Linked DNA regions of Zea mays: all the other regions are linked to region 1. The links are chromatin contacts, called in public Hi-C maps. All regions are on one chromosome and are shown on one strand. The core of a region is the stretch at or near the end of the contact, and the rest is flanking DNA. Distances in the headings are between cores, read along the strand shown. Region 1 holds the start of LOC100280412 (trehalase1). Region 2 holds the start of LOC100501202. Region 3 holds the start of LOC103637109 (5-oxoprolinase).

Region 1 (2,803 bases), core at 117-2,616:
ATTTAGCTTTTGGCTTCCTTTCCCCTTTTTGAATTCGAATTCAAATGTATTTCCAAGTTTTAAGTGTATGCATACCAAGATAACTTGACAACCGGAAATTAATGCTCCAACATGAGATGCAACAATCATAATCTCTCAAGGATTTTGTTTTATTTTTTAAGTATTGCCAAAATCATTCTCCCTTTTAAGAAAAGAGAAAAAGGAAAAAACGGTAACACCTAAATTTTAGGTGTTGAACAAAGAAATTGTTGTTTTCAAATATTCAGGGTTTTACAACTACCGTGTGCAAGATGTGTGGAGTCGGCTAGAGTCCATGGGGATCGACTTTGATCTAGAGACTCCGGTTCATTCCAAAGAAATATAAAGAGTTTTTTTTCAAAAGTTTTGATGCATCACTACGGTGGAAAAGATGGAAACTAGTGTGAAGTTTTTCTCATCGTTTCTCCTGTTTTTCGTTCATTCCGTCCTCCTTAAATTATGGTGGAATAAAGTTTTATTTTTATTTTTATTTTCATATTTTCCCTTTTTGGTTATGTCTCTGTCTTTTCGGTTTGGGTTACATATGTAGTGCAACTGCAACCGAACCAATTAGCCCAACCATACAACCATGCTAATGATGTGCCTCTATTTTGATGCGTACGTTATCTACTTAATAATCAAACAAATGAAATTACAATATGATAAAAAAAAGACGGGCTTTACCTATACATGTGCCATGCCATTTTCATTGAGAACTGTAACGTGGAGAACCTAGAAAGTTAATGGCTTCGTACAATGTGAGCTGGAAGAGAGGCATATGTGAATTAACTATATCCATGCTTCACATGTTTCACATATCCTAGATGCAGGTATCCACTGATGATATAGAGAATCTAATTCAAAGATGTGATTTAGACTCACTATTTATTTTTAATAGCATCTAGAATAGCACGTACCCACTACCCAGCGATGATATAGAATCTGATCCAAAGATGTAATTTAGGGTTTATTTAGAATCACTATAGTTAATAGTTAGCCAACTAATAAATTATTAGATGGGTTGAGCCTGCTAACGAATTATTGTTAGTTGTGAGGTAGAGCCACCAATTGGCCAAAGGCAATCCAGTTCCACATGCGACAAGACAAGACACGTGGAACCCAGCCTGTCGACCGGGGTCATTGGGGTAGGCGTTGCGAGGCTGCTACCACGACACGCGGAGGCCACTGCATGTCTGCACTGGCAAATGGCAATCTGGCATGCGGAGCCGAGCCGACGGTTCACAAAAACCAGCAGGCCGACGATGATATGTTGTTATGTGCCACTTGTCGAATCGACCGGTCCCCCCCACCACAACACCTTTTGCACTCCCCCACCCACCCACACACCACGCTACACCAGTAGGAATCGCGGGAGACGCTCGTCGTCCTCAGTCCTCACCGTCGTAACCGTCTTCGGACCTCCCACGCCAACGCGCTCGTCGTAGCCAGTAGCCCCACCAACACGTGCGGGTGCGGCACACCACGTAGGAGCTTCCTTTAAAACCTCGTCGGATGGCTGGGCTCCCGCCGCAACCCCAGCACGTCCACGCCCTCCCCCTCCTCCTCCTCGTCGTCCTCCCCTGCCTCATCCCCTGTCTCCGCGCGACGACCGAGATGGCGCCAACCGCCGCCACCGCCGGCGCATCCGACGAGGGCGCCAGCGCGCTGCTCGGGCTCCTGCAGCGGGTGCAGTCGGAGGCGCTGCGCACGCTGGGGCCTCACGACTTCGACCCCAAGTTCTACGTCGACCTGCCGCTGGCGACCGACGAGCGCGCCGCGGCGGCCGCCCTTGCGGCGCTGCCGCGCCCGTCGCCGTCGCGGGCGGAGCTAGACGACTTCCTGTCCCGCTACTTCGGGGACCCCGGGTCCGATCTCGTGGCGGACGTCCCACCGGATTTCGAGCCCGAGCCGCGCGGGTTCCTGCCCCACGTCCACAGCCCCGAGGCGCGGGCGTGGGCGCTGGAGGTGCACGCGCTGTGGAAGCGCCTGGCGCGGCGGGTGGCGCCCGACGTCGCGGCGCGGCCGGACCGGCACACGCTGATGCCGCTGCCCGGCAGGGCCGTCGTGCCGGGATCCAGGTTCCGGGAGGTATACTACTGGGACTCCTATTGGGTCATCAGGTACCCCTTCTCCTGCCTGATCCGCCCCCGCTCGCTTGGTTTCATCGCCGCTTTGCTCCTTACTACTATATTTAAGTTTTGGACGAAATGGTAGTTCTAGATCACCCACCGGATCACGTACAATAATCCGTGGTTTTTTTTCCATTGGGGTTTGGGAGGGGCAAATTGATGAATCCAGGTCCTGTCGTCCTGACATGGAGTTCGATAGTACGTGTTCTTCTCCCGTTAGTTGTCGCTGCTGCGGTCCCACATGTAAGGCAATGTCTCGATTTTCATTTGTGTCTTCCTGCGTTCATTGTACGCTTTGTCATCACCTTGTCTGTTCTGTTCGTCGTATGCTTCGTCATCGCTGTCTCTTGTGTTCGTCGTGCGCCTTTTGTCATCTCCATACAGGAGTTAAAGACTGTGTACGCCTGACTTTTCTATGGGTGCTGGCCGCCGTGCTGTGGGCTGTGGCCTTGGCATTGGAATTAGTTTTCTGAAAAAGAGTCCTTGCTTTTATCTGTCCTAGTTCCTACTGATCTGTTATATGGCTGTTAAATTTTTTTTGTACCTACTGTATAAGCTACTCGCACTGACCCAATGATCTGTTATATGTCTGTTAATTTTTTTTGTACCTACTGTATAAGCTACTCGCACTGACCCAAATGGACATCGGGAACGAA
Region 2 (2,884 bases), core at 315-2,814, 160 kb after region 1:
AGGTAGCACAAACTTTCTAGATTTCAGACATCACCACATCGGCAAGCACTCATCCATGAACCATGATTCATTCATCCATCCATCAAAAAAGAAATAAGTACTTCGAGACCGATAGAAGAAATGGAGAAATGGAGTTTGCTCACCTTCCTTGGTCACCATCTGAGTTTGTTGGCGCCTGAGAATCCATGGTCGTCACCGTCGTCTGGGTAGGGTGTAGCATATGGTTGGTTATTTTAGGGTTTTGTTTTTTGCTAGTCTGCTAGTTGCCTTGCTGTTTTGCCTTGTTGGGCTAGGACCTGAGGCCTGGTGCGCTGTCGTGCTAGGCTTGGTGGCCGGCTCGGCCTCAACTCATTCATACAAACACGACAGGTGTACACGTATGAAATACCCATGGGTAATCGGGTTCGGATTATTGCTTTCCAAACCCATACCCGTTTACCCAATGGGTGGAGATTTTGTCCCATATCCATACCCATGGGTACAATTTTTGTCCCATACCCGTACCCTAATAGGGGAATTCCCCACGGGTTAGCGGGTATCGGGTCCCCATTGACATCTCTAGTCCGAAGATACCTGTTCACACATTATACTCCAGAAACATTGTTAAATCATGTCTTTGAGGACCTTCGGAAACCGAAGGCCCCCAACACCGGATTATCGAGTCTAGTCATAAGCTTGAGCTCACCCTCTAAATTATAATATAAAATCTCAAAAATAATTTTAATAACATATTTTAAATTATTAAATAAATATATTACTAATATAATATAGAAAGTAGATTAATTCTGTACTTAATCTTAAATAACATAAACTAATTGTATATTTTATATTAACACTATAACATAATTAGGATTTTATGTAACATTTTGTTGTTGGATTGAGTCAGCTCACGAGCCGTAACTAACCGAGTCGAGTTGGCTCGCTCTTTTAACGAGCCACAAAAACAGGCTCGGCTCGAGCTTGTTATGAACATCGAGCTGCTGTGAGTTTAAGCCGGCTCGTTGAGGTCGAGTTTTTTTCAGCATACCCGTGAAAAATCTATTTATTTGCTTTGCTAAGGCATCAGGTTTAACATGTAAAACAGGTATAAAAGAGGGTTTTTTCTGTAAGAATGCAACCTCTCATGCTCACAATGGTCTTGCGCCGCCCATGTCCGATCGGACGGTGCGCCTCCTCGATCGATCCGAGCCGTCCTCCCTTTGGTAGCTCTGCGTCTATAGATGGCCAAAAAGCACGAGGCACTTGAACCCGGCACGAAGCCCGCTTTTTGGGTCCGGTCCGAGCCCGGCACGGTAGAATAAGCGGGCGGGCTTGACAGGAAACTAGGCACGGCGGGCTAGCGCGGCACGGCCCGTTTACCTCTAAGCCCGTTAAACCCGTTTTTTACACTAAAATGTGCTTACCGGCCCGCTTTTCGGCCCGTTTTTTTCGTGCTAAACGGGTCGGCTCGGCCCGTTTAGACCCGCTGCGGGCCGAACTTGGACAGAAAATTAAGCCCGCTGGCTCAGCAGGCCCGGCCCGTTTGGCCATCTCTATGTGCGTCTCTCCTCTCTCACTGCGTCCCTTCCTGAACCCTGTGTCGCTCACGGAACCACGGTCCTAGCGCCGCCGCGAGAGTCGTGACGACACATGGCGGCCGCACTCCTGCCGGAGACGGCGCCACGGCTGCTGACGCCGGAGACGCTCCGCACGGCGGCGAAGCAGTCCCAGGGCATCCACCTCGTCCCCCTCTCCCTCCGCCGCGCCATCAAGCGCTACCTCCGCGGTAACCGATAGACGCGCCCCGCGCGCCACCTGCTCGACTGATTGCCTCCCCTGCTAACCCCTTTCGCTCGCACAGACCAGGACAGGGCGCACATGAACCGCAAGGTGCTGCTGCTCTCGGCGTCCTTCGACCGCGCCAAGGGCACCGGAGCCGAGCTAGCCGCGGCCGCCACTCGCGCCGCGCTCCTCGACGACCCCAACGCGCCGTCGGGCGCCGAGCAGCGGTCGGCGCGCTGGAAGGTGCGGTCGGCCTACGGCGATATTGGCCTCCGGTACCGCGAGGACGAGACAGTTGCCTACGTCGCGTCACGCATGCCAGCCATCTACGCCGCGTGCCACCGCGTGCTACGCGAGGTCGCTACCATCAGAACTCGCTGCTTCTACCGTCCTTACCGAGCTGAGTTTGTTTATAGGGCGTTTGGTTTGAGGAATCACTATATTCCAAATGAGTTGGTGCATGATAGGTTCATTCCTCAAATTTAAATTTGGTAGGATGATCTCATTCCTCATATTAATACTAACTAATTATGAGGAATTAGGTGATGATAAATCAACATATTTAATTCTACAAACTAAACAAAAAAAATGAGGAGTGAGAAGATGATGAACCAACTCATTTTTCAAATAAAACACCCTATTAACGTTGCACGTTCATGGACCGCTTCATGGGCTTTGCAGGTTAGACGAAGGTTGCCAGAGTTTGCGCCTGCCAAGGTGTTGGATTTTGGCGCCGGGCCAAGTTCAGCTCTTTGGTAAGGATGTCCTGATTTACATCTGTTATTGCTGTTTTTTTTACACAGGCTTAATATGTCTATGAGAAAGCAGGGCAATGAGGGCAGTGTGGCCAAAATCAATAGAGAGGGTTAACCTGGTCGAGCCTTCCAAGGAAATGCAAAGAGCAGGGCAGAGTCTTCTCGACAGTAAGCTTAACTCTCGCTTTTGCTTACTTGTTGGGATTTGTATTCAATTGTCCAATTGATTGGCTGACGCTCTGGTGGCACAAAGTGGTATATGTGTTGCAACTTGCAAGCATGTAGGAATTTTAGTCTTACTGTAAATAATGTAAATCATAACACAGTCACTGACCATGCGCCATAAAGTTATATAAACTCTACAATGT
Region 3 (2,981 bases), core at 120-2,619, 260 kb after region 1:
ATGGACGGATCACTTAGGCTTCATACGCTAACAATAGGCCATTCGGACAACCGAGTTAACCCTAGCTGTCAAAGTTCGCCATGAACAAATGCATCGATCTACTTAAAATGTGAAGTACATGTAAACCCTAGGGTTATTCGAAGGAAGGTGTTTTTGGGAGACGGATTCAATCCGAGCTGAAGAACTTGGAGCAGCGATTGATGTACCTTGGACCTTGAAGCTCGAATGACGCAGATCGGCTCAGCGTAGATCTGTCGGCGAATCGATGAACTCCCGTTGACCTCCACCCCGCAGACGACGAACTGGCGGACACAGACGACCGGCGGCGGCGTCTTCGCACGGATCGGCCGGGTCGCCGCTCCGCGAACTTGGCCGCTGGATCCGCGTTGCCGACGACGTCTGCTGCTCGCCGCCCGGACCAACAGAAAGGATTCGCGGCCGACGGCGGATCCACGGCCGACGGCGGATCCACGGCTGCCTTCTCCTGGAGCGGTGCGGTCGCCCTTGAATCGCCTGGACCTCCCTCGTCGGAGTTTTCCGACCGCGCGCGCTTGTCTGGGAAGCTACCGGCCGAGGGGGAGGCGAGCGCCATAGCGTCCCCTTCCATTTAGCGAGAGAGAGAAAGAATCGGGAGGGGAGAGGAGGAGGAAGAGGGAAGCGTTGAAGGGGAAGGGGGCGTACTGTAGCCCCTATATGGGCTACAGTAATAGGAGAGGGGGTGCCAAGGGTGCACCGTTGAACATAGTCTGAGCACGGCCGAGAAAACAGGCTTACACGTTGACATGGGCTCCGTTTGGTTCAGCTTCTGGGGCGCTTCTGGCCACCAGAAGCCGCTTCTTGGACCCAAACGCTCAGATTCTTGAACAGCTTCTATGAAAAGCGCTTACAACAGAAGCTCACAATACACACGACCAGAGAAGCGGGTGGCTTGCGGCTGCTGAGAGAAGCGGGTGCATTTCTTCACCATGGATCATCAGTTCCTTTCATTTGAAGCAATGTCCCTTCTGATTTGTTCGGCCCTTCATTCCTTGCGATTAAGAAGATCGAATCTTTGAGGTCGTTTGGAAATTTAGTAAGGAGAGAACTAGTGTATGATTTTCACCGAGAGTTCATCCTGCTCTGTGCACTTGCATAACGTGTTTGTACTTCTATTTTCTAAACAATTTGTACACGATTTACATGTTTGTTTAAAGTATACACTCAGTAGATTCTTTCAACAGCTAGGTTACCAAACACCCAGATTCTTAACAGACAGCTTTTCTCCACAGCCAGCTTCCCTCCACAGCTAGCTTTTCAGAAAAGCTCTTCAGAAAAAAGCCGATCCAAACAGACCCATGGGCCCACCAGCCAACACAATAGACACAATCCAAACTCACATTTTCCTCTTCGTCTGCCATCGACTCATCGTGTGGCTCTTTCATTGCGGCCAGCAGCTCCAGCCTCCAGCAACGGTGAGCGAGGCCCCGGGACCTCTCCTCTCTCCCCGCCGCCGCTGTTCTTGCACCGAGGCAAGTGCTCCTCCTCACTCGTCCCCTGCTAATCTGCTATAGACCGATTAGTCTGCACTGTATATCCCTTCTATTCCAATCCACTGTTCTCCAGTATTTGCGGTAGATTAGATTAAATGAATTCGGAACATAGCTCAGGGCCGTGGCTATAAGCCATCACTTGTAGATTGATCTCAGGTGTACCAATACCAACCTTACTTTCGTGATCTTTTCAGAGAACTCCAACTTTTCGCGAGTTGAGGGTTGGCCTTGGGAGGAGGCGGGGCAATGGGCAGCAGCACGGCGGAGAAGTTCAGGTTCTGCATTGACAGGGGCGGCACCTTTACTGACATCTATGCCGAGGTACCCGGGAGAAGAGAAGGCTACGTCATGAAGCTTCTCTCCGTCGACCCGTCGAACTACGACGACGCGCCCATCGAAGGGATCAGGAGGATCCTGGAGGAGTTCTCTGGAGAGAGGATCCCCCGGTCGGCCAAGATCCCCACCGGCAGGATCGAGTGGATCAGGATGGGCACCACGGTCGCCACGAACGCCCTCCTGGAGAGGAAGGGCGAGAGGATCGCGCTTTGCGTGACAAGGGGGTTTAGGGATTTGCTCCAGATCGGTAACCAGGCTCGCCCGAACATATTCGACCTCAAGGTGTCAAAGCCGTCGAATCTTTACGAGGAGGTGATTGAGGTCGACGAGCGAGTTGAGCTCGTTCGGGATGGTGACAGAGATGAGTCATCTGTTGAAGGGATCTCTGGGGAACTGGTGAGGGTGTCAAAACCTGTCGATGTCCAAGCACTGAAGCCTCTGTTGAAAGGTTTGCTTGACAAGGGGATCAGATGCTTGGCAGTGGTGTTGATGCATTCGTACACTTATCCTCACCATGAACTCCTGGTTGAGAAGTTAGCTCTGGGGATGGGATTCAAGCACGTATCATTGTCTTCGTCTCTGACACCGATGGTCCGTGCAGTGCCTCGGGGCCTGACGGCAAGCGTGGACGCGTATCTCACACCAGTGATCAAAGAGTACCTATCGGGATTCATGTCGAGATATGAAGGGGGCTCTGAACAAGTGAATGTGCTATTTATGCAGTCAGATGGAGGACTAGCACCAGAGAGGCGATTCTCTGGGCATAAAGCAGTATTGTCAGGCCCTGCAGGTGGCGTGGTTGGCTATTCGCAGACCTTATTTGGACTTGAGACATCCAAGCCACTGATTGGGTTTGACATGGGAGGTACATCCACAGATGTCAGCCGCTATGATGGAAGCTATGAACAAGTTCTGGAGACACAGATTGCTGGGGCTATTATTCAAGCTCCCCAGCTTGACATAAACACTGTGGCTGCTGGTGGCGGATCAAAGCTTAAGTTTCAATTTGGCGCTTTCAAGGTTGGGCCAGAATCTGTTGGAGCACACCCTGGTCCAGTTTGTTACCGAAAAGGTGGTGAGCTAGCAATTACCGATGCCAATTTGATCCTAGGAACC

Evidence for each region. A called contact is a pair of places that touch in the nucleus more often than the background predicts.
Region 2: a Hi-C map of leaf shows a contact between it and region 1, with 5 times the contacts expected there. The contact joins the promoter of LOC100501202 here to the promoter of LOC100280412 in region 1. A contact is called at or near these places in 3 of 25 Hi-C or Micro-C datasets (ear, leaf and tassel).
Region 3: a Hi-C map of leaf shows a contact between it and region 1, with 7 times the contacts expected there. The contact joins the promoter of LOC103637109 here to the promoter of LOC100280412 in region 1. A contact is called at or near these places in 3 of 25 Hi-C or Micro-C datasets (bundle sheath, ear and leaf).

Annotation. Positions count from the first base shown.
Region 1 is chr1:80,824,553-80,827,355 of Zm-B73-REFERENCE-NAM-5.0, reverse strand. LOC100280412 (trehalase1) reads left to right here and starts at 1,366. Exons shown (of 11, transcript NM_001361071.1): 1 at 1,366-2,138. The coding sequence starts at 1,531.
Region 2 is chr1:80,666,196-80,669,079 of Zm-B73-REFERENCE-NAM-5.0, reverse strand. It overlaps LOC100501202, which reads left to right and starts at 1,564. Exons shown (of 12, transcript NM_001351955.1): 1 at 1,564-1,765; 2 at 1,841-2,118; 3 at 2,443-2,516; 4 at 2,590-2,684. The coding sequence starts at 1,630.
Region 3 is chr1:80,568,764-80,571,744 of Zm-B73-REFERENCE-NAM-5.0, reverse strand. It overlaps LOC103637109 (5-oxoprolinase), which reads left to right and starts at 1,369. Exons shown (of 2, transcript XM_008659374.3): 1 at 1,369-1,508; 2 at 1,724-2,981. The coding sequence starts at 1,776.